Regions from separate parts of the Bos taurus genome. Here region 2 is linked to region 1. The links are chromatin contacts, called in public Hi-C maps. All regions are on one chromosome and are shown on one strand. Each heading gives the region's core, a stretch centred on a gene start, on an enhancer-like site or on the middle of the called end of the contact. The rest is flanking DNA. Distances are from core to core; before and after follow the strand shown. Region 1 has its middle 10 kb from the start of CTDSPL. Region 2 overlaps CTDSPL (CTD small phosphatase like).

The links. A called contact is a pair of places that touch in the nucleus more often than the background predicts.
Region 2: a Hi-C map of liver shows a contact between it and region 1, with 4 times the contacts expected there. The contact joins two enhancer-like sites. A contact is called at or near these places in 3 of 11 Hi-C or Micro-C datasets (liver, skeletal muscle and skin fibroblasts).

What each region holds. Positions count from the first base shown.
Region 1 is chr22:11,296,361-11,301,474 of ARS-UCD2.0, reverse strand. No RefSeq gene overlaps it. Among named protein-coding and RNA genes, the nearest start is that of CTDSPL, 10 kb to the left of the region's middle. Within about 2 kb of position 2,339, at least 12 of the 102 cell types and tissues checked have an H3K27ac peak or open chromatin away from gene starts, as enhancers often do. A contact at or near this core is called in liver, where this site is marked.
Region 2 is chr22:11,411,371-11,416,572 of ARS-UCD2.0, reverse strand. CTDSPL (CTD small phosphatase like) reads right to left here. Exons shown (of 8, transcript NM_001193081.2): 4 at 1,086-1,187. Among named protein-coding and RNA genes, the nearest start is that of MIR26A-1, 6.5 kb to the left of the region's middle. Within about 2 kb of position 1,447, at least 9 of the 102 cell types and tissues checked have an H3K27ac peak or open chromatin away from gene starts, as enhancers often do. A contact at or near this core is called in liver, where this site is marked.

The sequences.
Region 1 (5,114 bases), core at 1,090-3,589:
GGTGCCTGTCTGCAGGGGTGGAGAGCAAGGGAATTAGAGTGATGTGTTCCACTTGGCAGCCGGTGCTGGAGTAGGAGCTGAAATGGCAGAGTGAATGCTGGCTGCTGGTGAAGGAGAAAAGGGCAGTCAGCCAGCAGTCCCAAGCACAGACACAAAAGGACACGTGGAGTAAAGGTGGTGGTCAGGATGCGTTTGGAGATTTTGAGAGCAAGACTCAGCTGGAGCTCAGATAGACTCCGGAGCCTTGGGCTGAGATGTTGCATCCTTGGGGTACCCAGATCCAAGAAGCCTCCCTGGAAGAGGATACCCCAGCCACTTCCCCTCTACTTCCAAAATTCTAGATCCGCCCTGCCCAGAGAACTTGAGTGGACTGAGGGGACGCAGCCCTGTGTTTTGGTCTTCCCTGGAGCCCTGAGTATGGGGAGGACATGGTCTCACCCTGAAACCCTGTTACAAAGCAACCGCTACAGAGGCAGAGTGGCAGGGCAGACCTGTCACTTCGTCCATGGCAGCAGTGGCTTTGCTGCTTAAAGGGGCCGAGTCACCAAGTCCTAGGTTGGTTTGGTGACTCTGGAGCCAATGAAGCCCCGTGAGGTGGGCCCATACATGGATTGCCCCTTCAACACCTGCCCTGTGTTGGGTCCTCAGTGTCACCTGGCCAGGCTGGTGGAGGCTGCTCTGGCCTGGCGGCTGGCAGCTGGCCTCTCCCACCTACATTCCTCAGCCCCTGGCTCTGGCCCGGGCACGGGTGCCCCCTTTGCTCCCTGACCTGTGCTTGCTGAGGCTGCGTAACCCAACAGGGACAGACCCAGACCTGCCCGCGGTCTGTGGCATGACCTGTTTGCTGGGCAAGTCTGGTCACGGACACACAGCTTGGCACACACAGGAACATTGTGTGCACAGGCTCACACTCATGCCAGGACACAGGGCGCACCCTTGACAGGGCCGTCTCTGCCCAGGCTGGTTTCTCCCATCTTGGCACTGCCCCCTCCTCGCTCTCCAGCCCTCCCTGGAACCCTGGTCTCCTGCCCTCATGGTCCTGAACACTCCTGGTCCCAAACACTCCTTCATGTACACGAACACAAGTGAGGGCAAGGGAGCATCTGTCGGCAATTTCTATTTTTCCCTCAAATGTCCCCAGAGGTCTAGAGGGAGAGAGGCCCAGCCTATCTCTTTTGGAAGTGGAGGAATGGAGAACACAGGGAGAAAAAAAAATGATCTCAATAAATCAGCCCACTTCTTGATTCCACTCTCCCTCCCTCTTCCTTTCCTCCTCCAGTCTCCCCCTCCCTAGTTCCCCACCCCCACACTGTGTCAATGGGCCTCTGCCACACCTGATCTCCCTGCACTGCTGCCCCCCAACACCCCTAAAGCTTCACCCCAGGGAACCACCACCGTACTCAGCTGACTACACAGTCTCATGGCCGTGGCTGCATTCCCTGTGCTCTACACTTGAGTGCTGGGCTGCGGTGGGTGGGTGGGCATGCGGGCCTGTCTCTGCTGAAAGAGGCCCCGGGGCAAGTGCTCCCTCTCTCTGAGCCTCCCCTTTGCAGGCAGGAGCAGGCAGATGACGGTCTGGTTCCAGAAGGCTCTGGAATGAGTGCAAACCAGAAGAGGGCACCCCTCGCAGTCTGAGCTTGGAGACGGGACCAAGGAAGTGAAGTTTCTGGACATCTTTGGATGATTAAAAATTATTTTTAAAACAGTAAAAGTAAAATACTTTGGAAAAACGAAGAAGACACTAGTCACCCATATGAATGTGGCCAGACCTTGAGTGTTCACAAAACTCTTCAATGTTTTCTGTCTCCGTGAGCCCTGTGATGAAGGTGGGTGAGTGCCCCTCATCTTGCTTGCTTACTGTATGCCAGGCTCTGGCTGGGTACCACATGGCCCCAGTGATGAGAGGCCCACTTGGCTGCAAGGAATGAGACTCTCTTAGGGAAGGGCCAGCATGGGGGGCTCACAGCAGGGCTCTCTGCCCAACCCAAGGCCTCACAGGAGCCTAACTAACTCAGATCCTGGAGAAGCCCACCACCTGAAGGTCCCAGGGATGCTGAGGTCCCACTACTGACATGAGGAGCTGGATCCTGACATTCAGGATCAGGGCCACTCCAGCCCAGAGCACCTGTTATTCCAGAATAAGTCATTTGTCACGAATGAGACTCACTTAGGGTCTAAGCACTTGTCTCCTGCTAGCAACTCACTCATTTTCATTTTGGGGGGCCATGCTGCGTGGCTTGCCGGATCTCAGTTCCCCAACCAGGGACTGAACCTAGTCCAGGGCAGTGAAAGCCCAGACTCCTAACCCCGAGACCATCAGGGAACTCCTGACTCACTCGTTTTCGTAAAAAGTGAAAGTGAAAGTTTAAGTTGCTCAGTCATATCTGACTCTTTGTGACCCATGGACTGTATGTAGCCTGCCAGGCTCCTCTGTCTGTCCATGGGGATTTCCAGGCAAGAATACTGGAGTGGGTTGCCATTCCCTTCTCCAGGAATCAAAGCCAGGTCTCCTCTACTGCGGGCAGATTCTTTACCATCTGAGCCACCAGGGAAGCCTATTTCCATAAACCCTGGTTTAAATTCAAAATAGAGAATTCGTTCAGCTTAGCTCAAGTTACTATAGTTGTATAAAAATCACTCGAACACTTAAAAAAAATATTTCTATGCATACAGCTTACAATTTGGGCAGGACTTGACAAGCATAGCTCGGCTCTGCTTTACGTGGTGTCACCGGTGCTTCTTGAAGGCTGGGGCGGGAATCATCTGGAGGCTCACGTTCTTACATTGTGGCTGATGCCAGGTGTCGGCTGTAGGCTGAGACCTTTGGGCTCTTGGCTGGAAAACCTATGAATGGTTGTATCAGCCATGCCTGCTCTGATGTTCCGACATCCTGGGGCCCTGCTGACTCTGGAGTCCCTGCCCATCCCAGGGCTACCTCATTCCTGGAGAAAGCAAATAACTTGTTAAAAACATGTCTTCCAGGTTTCCCTGGTGGCTCAGTGGTAGAGTCTGCTTACCAATGCAGGAGGTGTGAGTTTGACCCCTGGTCCGGGAAGATCCCACTTGTATGAAGCAACTGGGCCTGTCCGTGCGCCACAACTACTGAGCCTCTGCTCTAGAACCCGGGAGCCACAACTACTGAAACTCACGCACCCGAGAGCCTGTGCTCCACGATAAGGGAAGCCACCACAAGAAGAAGCCCTTGTACCCAAACTGGAGGGCAGCCCCTGCTCTCTGCAACTAGAGAAAAAGCCCGCACAGCAACGAAGACAGCACAGCCAAAAATTAAAAAAACAAAACCAGCATGTCTTTCATGCAAATCAGTCAATCCAGAGCCACCTCCTTGATGGAGCTATTATACCCCAGGCCGCTACTGCCCTAATCCCCTCAGGACCAGGTACCAGACTACAGATAGTCCTTGTATCCTAGAGCCCACTGAAACTATTCTAACTAGCCAATCCTAAACTGGCTAACCTGTCTCACTTGTTCCTTTCCATTGACACCACAGTAAAATCTCCTGCCCCAGTTTCCCTTTCTTGCTGTGCCTCCTGACCCAATCTGGTTCTTCCTCGTGTGTGCTACCCCCCACTTCCCCGCGGCATAGTGCAAACCCTTCTCTTGGAAACTCTGAGAATAACAAACTGTCTTTTCATCAGCAATCATCTTTGGCCTTTCCAAGGCCCAATCAGCAGGGAGCCTCCTCTGACTTTAGTATTCCTGGCCCGTGCTCCCCTTGGCCTGCAGACCTATTAACCAGGAAAGTACAATTGCAGAATGAGAAGGGAGAGGTGGAAGGAAGGTCCCCTGGGTCAGTCTGCAAACTGCTTAAACGTATCCTGGCTCTGGCAGACGGGGCTGCACCTTCAAATGAGACCATCCCATGTGCTGCACGGGGCCCCTGAAGGAGGCCCTGCTACTACTCAGAAAAGCTTGATGTGCCAAGAACAACATTTCCCTTTCCGATACCGAAACACATTTTTCTTCCTTTCTAACTTAATTCAACTTTAAAGTTTCTTTTCCTCTTTTATTGATATAAATAAATTTTTCTCAACAGTGGAGTTCTGAAAGATTCTTAGATACCACCCCCCAGTGCTGTGTATGGCTGAGACCAGGAACTGGGGGGCAAGGCTGCTTGCACCTCTCCAAAGACAGCTGATGAAATGCAGGACTTCTGCAGGGGAAGACTGTCTGGACCACAACCACTCTTCTTGTCTCTGAGGACTGGGGCTGCCTTCAGATGGAAACTCCTTTATTAGCAAATCGATTATTTATATAAGGGCTGTCTCTGCAGCTTCCTCATTGGTGCTAAGCTGCTTTAAAAGTTCCAGATGCAGCAAAGCACTCTCCAGCTCTGGTCATGGTTGTTATCAGACTTCACTCAAAATCAACTCAAGAAAACAGCTTTAAACTGGAGACTGCAAACTGGCAACCCAGAGGTGACATCAGCCCACAGGCCCAGGCTTGTAGCAAACACGGTTTGTCATCGTTGTTTTGTTTTTGCTTATATACTGCAGTCTCTCATAATCTTTTTTTTATAATTATAGACTTATGGAAACTTTGCAAGAATAAAGAATTCCATATACTCTTCAACTAGATTCCCAAATGTTAACTTTAATCCCCTGTATTATTATTATGTAGACCATTTGAGAATAAGCTGCAGGCTTACTCCCAAACAGTTTAGTGAATATTTCCTAAAAACAAGAATAGTCTCTTATATAGCCAAGTAAAGTTACCCATCAGGAAATTAACATCATTACAGGAGACCTTCATCACCTGGAGACTTTATTCACCTTTCCTCAACTGACCCATTCTGCCCTTTATAGCAAAAACGAAAATTTTTTTCTAGTTCAGAATTGAATTTAGGTTTATGATGTTAGGTTTCTCTTGCCCGCCACCCCCAGCTTGCTACAGATTCTCCAAGGCTGGGGATCAGCACTTTGGTGATGGCATGGATTTCTGTGTCTCCTTTATGTCTGTATTTTAACGAAAGGTTTAATAAGTTGCTATGAGCAAACTTTGCAGTTATCCTCTCCCTCACAGGAGGGCCTGTAACCTCCCTAAGTGACTACATACAGCCTATATCAGCCGAGGATTTTATTTTTGGGCTTTCCTTG
Region 2 (5,202 bases), core at 198-2,697, 120 kb before region 1:
GGACCCCATACGCTTTCTGCTTCTCCCCCAACGCACCAATCCCCTATTCTCAAACTTTTTCATCATTTGCTCATTTCAAACAACTTTAAAAATTGGAAAAATGATTAATTAACTCATTTCTTAGGAGTACAGCCATTGCTGTTCCTTCCTAGAGGCCCAAGCTTCCCAGGTGGCACAGTAGTAAAGAATCTGCCTGCAATGCAGGAGGCCTAAGAGACACTGGTTCGATCCCTGGGTCAGGAAGATCCCCTGGAGGAGGAAATGGCAACCCACTCCAGTATTCTTGCCTGGAGAATTCCATGGACAGAAGAGTCTGGAGGGCTACAGTTCCTGTGGCTGCAAAGAGACATGACTGAGCACATACACACATACATGGAGGCCCTTGGGTAGTTTGTAATTTTGGCTGCTATTCTGGTGGGGAGATGGAGAGGGAGGCGTGAGGGAGGTGACGGAAGTCAGACTGTGATGCTCACGCTGAGCGTACTGCAGCCCCTGGCCTTCAGGAGGGAGGGCATGCAGGTGGATACACACTTAGCCATGAAGCTAAGGAAAAACTCCAGCAAACTCTTGTCATGAAAACCATTAAGATAAATGACTGAATCTGTTCAGATGCCGTAACTCTGAAAGTCTTCCAAAACTTGGTCTGGGAAAATTTCCAGGATAGTCAGTTGCTTGCTAGTTTTCAACTGTGTCTCCCCTTGTCATTCCCCATATAACCTGCAGCTCGCACAGTGCTCAGTTACTCTGACAAACACACAGCGGTGTCCTGGGGCACTGCCTGCCTCGTGCCACCTGGAAAGTATTTCTGCGGGGGGCAGAGTGCTGGAAAACTTAAACTGCATAAGAATGAGGTCTCAGGGATATTGGCAGCCCAGTGGATTTTTTTCCTCCCAAACTAATTATGTTAATATTCAACTACTCGAGTTAATGTTCACCTGAGTTAATAACCAACTGTTACTGGGATTTTATGAACAGTGAAGTCATATGCCAACAAACCACAAGCTTTCATCTTTTTAGTTTTCCATTTTCCAATACAATTGTAGCCAAATCACAAAGATCACTGATCGTTTTTTATGTTGATTTACCTTAAATGAACTGTGCACCAATGTTTCATCTAAATCGATGACCACACATTTCTTTCCATAGTCAAGCACCGTTACCTCTGGAAGGAGGTATTTAGCTGGTGGCTAAAGTCGGGGGAAAAAAAAATCAATATTATTACCTTTATATAAAAGATCAACTAATTCCCTTATTATTGTGTTACACTATGACAGTGAGGTTAGAAATGAAACCAAACATTTAAATGTCTGGTTAGGTGCATCATGGAATTTTATTAAAAACAATAGGAAGAAGTAGCTTACAACTGAAGTTTTACCAAACAAATACTGTGCCACTGTCTGAACAGCTATGATGAGGGCCTGGGCTTTGGAACCAGACAAAGCTTGGCTGGAATATCCGCTCTCTTTCATCAGCTCTGTTTCTTGGCTCTGAGTTGGGAGAATAATACTTACCATAAAAGGTTGTTATCAGCTATAATTGAAGTAAAACATCCAGCATTCTGCCTGGCACATGTGTGGTAGCTATTGCTATTATTAAAATGGACAATATGAAAATGAATGTTCAATTATAACAGCTATTCTAACCATGCACCCCATGTTCTGGGGTCCTATTTCATTTTAAACTCACTATGGTATGTAAGTATATTTTAGAGCTATACTGGACCATAGTATTTTTTTAAGTGACTGAAATTCTGAAAAACCTTTAAGAGGAACTATAGAACCACCAGCAAAATGCAATCCAAAGTGAAAACTGAAAGTCACTCAGTTGTGTCCAACTCTTTGTGAGCCCACCCATGGCCTATACAATCCATGGAACTCTCCAGGCCAGAATGCTGGAGTGGGTAGCCGTTCCCTTCTCCAGGGGAACTTCCCAACCCAGGGATCAAACCCAGGTCTCCCGCATTGTAGGCAGATTCTTTACCAGCTGAGCCACCAGGGAAGCCCAGCAATCCACAGTGACCTCCAGTAACAGGAAACAGAACTAAGACTGGCCCACACGCAGTGCCCTGTGCTGTGCGTGCCCCGCTGTGGTACAACACGGGGTGAAGGTGGCGCTCCATCCCTTTAGTCTGTCCCTGGCAGTCACACTTGAATTCACATGCTGTGTGTTAACCAGAAAACCCACTGATACGTCTTTGTAGTAGCTGACAATCTTACGGTAAAGAGGTCATAAGAGTTAAGGAAATGCTGGATATCTTCAGCCAATCTCAATTTTTGACTTAGAGTATTTATTTCTTGGGCCTTGCTTCAGTTTAGAAACAATTTTAAGCATTTCAGTTTACTCTCTGGCATATTCACTACCCAATATTAACTAGCTAATTTTCTGTCCTGGAGGAAGGTCAGACTCTGTTCTGGAGTTAATGCAAAACAAAACAACAAGAAAATCTCTATCTGCCCCAAGCCACTGAAGAATGGACAAATTAGCTTATCAAATAAAACAAGAAGAAAGAAAAGTAATCTAGAAGTATTTACTTTCAAATGGCTTTCTTTCTTTCTTTCTTTCTTTCTCTCTTTTTGGTTCAAGTTGAACATTAGTCAAGGAATTTGTTTTAATTTTGGACTTCAGCTGGTTCAATAGTGAATGTAACACAGGCGGTCAACAGGTTAGGTAAATTTGCAAATGCAGTGATTATCTTGGCTGGAGGGCTTGTGGGGTTGAGCAGGATGAGCCCTGTGTGGAGACAGGAGCGTTTCTAACGCCAGGGGCTCTCTCTATTGAGTGTGTGCGCTTCATTCTCTCCAACATCACCCAGGAGAAAAGGCCCTTATGGCCTCCCAACTCCTTTGGCGCTAACGAATGCTCACAGGCAGAATCCTCGATGGCGTGGCTCTGGGAAAGACGTGTCTTAGACCTTGGGTGTGGGATCCAGGGTCATGGAAAGGACTCTGACCTTCATTTCAAATCAGCAAGCGACTTTTATATTTTAAAAAATGAAAATAAACCATGGGAATTTCTTGGAAGTCCAGTGGTTAAGACTCAGTGCTTTTCACTGCTGGGGCCTGGGTTCAATCCCCGGTCAGGGAACTAAGACCCTGCATGTTGTGTGGCATGGTCAAAACAAACAAACAAACAAAAAAACCCCCTGCAAAACTTGCAAGAAGTTCTGTATCAAAAAGAGATTTAAAAAGGTATGGTGTAATGAGCCCAATAAATGAACGTAATATAGAGAACTGGGGTTATTTCTGTTGTGTGGACCATAGCAGAAAACATACTTGCAACGAAAATAAAAATTTTTTTTTTAATTTTCTATTTCATAATTATGTAATAAAAACACATTCTGATTGTAAAGAATATAGACACATAAAACACAAGTATTCCCTCTTCCATATCCCCCATTCCTTTCCCCAGGTGTCCCCCTTCTTAGTTTGGTGTGTATCTGCCTAGACCTTTTTCTATGCATTTATAGACTAAAACAACATTTTAACTTTATGTAATTGCCAGCCTGGAAAATAAAGATCTAGAACTTCTATCCCGAGCATATCTGAAAACATCAAAGATCTGCCAAAAGTGGCTCAGTTATTTTCCAAGCTCAAGAATAAAAATTACTTTCTTTGCAGATTTAACCCACACTTTACAAGCATTCTTTGAATTACCAGTAAGGAAAAAGCCTCCCCATATTATTTTAAGAGAGAAAAGAGTGAGTGGGGTGAGAGGCATAATAAGCAAGCTATTGATTTATCATTTGTGCTGCAGAGAACAAGGCCAGGCTGGGGCCATGCACTGTGCGGGGCGGGTGGGGGGTGGAGTTTCGTTAATCCTCAGCCTGGTTCCTAAATGCACGCAGCTTCCCAGAAAGCTCGGCTTTAGATTACTGCCAATTCTTCAGACCATGGGTAAGAATTCTCCTGGACAGCTGCTGTGTCCTCGGAACATGCAAGGACGCTAGACACCTGCAGAAGTGTTCTGTGACTTCAGTGACCTGCTCAGGTGATGCTTGAATCATTAACTAAAAAATGTCCTGAGGCAAATTTTCCCTCAGACCATCATAAAGCTGAAGAATAGGAGAAACACCAAGCATATAAAAAAGGAGCTTTTTCTGAACACGATGATTTGTTCCAAAGCATGGGTGGGCATGGCCAGGGGGTGGGAATAGGGGCAAGAAATCATGGGAGGTGAGGCAGAGGCTAGGTCTGGGGAGGGCACTCACACCAGTGATCTTCCTGGGAGTGGAAGTGAAAGTCCTGTCTTGGTCATGGACTGGCAGCAGGAATAGCTGATCTAAGGTACTCACCCCATAGCACACTCTCACAAACCTTACAAATGCAGTGCCTCTTCTTGGGACACGGATGGTGGTCTGTGCATTTGAGGTTTCAGGCACTGAGTCTGCACACTGTCCCCCACCATCCCCACGCCTCCAAGCTAAGGGCAGAGTCTCAGGGCTGTGGGCAAAGGGGACTCGACACCACCTCTAATGAGAGGAACTGCTCTGCTTATACGCTTTTCACAAGGTTTGCTGTTTATTAAAGGCTTCTTAAGCCAACAGCACAGAAACTTAACTGTTAGAAAACAACTTTCTCCTCTTCTCTTTCAACATTTTTATGGCTCAGCTGCACTGTCTCGCTGGTGCGGTTGGTCTGTTATTCCAGCAACAGCGTTGAACTATGGGGTCAGGTCTACACTGGGGCCAAAGCATTGAGTGCTCACGTTCAGCCTTACCACCAAACTTTACTGTTTCCCAAACTGTTCTCTGCTTTGTTCCTTACGCTTCGGTACCTGACCTTTACCGGACAGACCATGAGGGCCTCAAACCCCAGCTCCCAATTGGGAGTCAAATGTTACTAAGCAGCACGTTGAAAACCAAGTCCAGACAGAGATATCACTTCCAGTAGGTGTACAAAAGATGGGTTACTCAGGACATGATGCGGGGACAACTGACTTGCCATTTGGAAAAGCAAATAAAGCTGGACCTGGGTTACGTGGAAAAGCAAACAAGGGTGAATTTCGACTTCACACCTTACATCAACATAATCCAGATGGATCGAAGATTTAAGTGTGATAATGAAATTGTTAAAACACTAGGAGAAGATGTGGGTCACAGTCATAGAGTGGGGAGATCTTTCTAAGCATGATGTAAAGTTCAGAAGCCATAAAAGATTTCCCTATACAAAATTAAACTTCTTTGTGGCCAAAATGATTATGGAC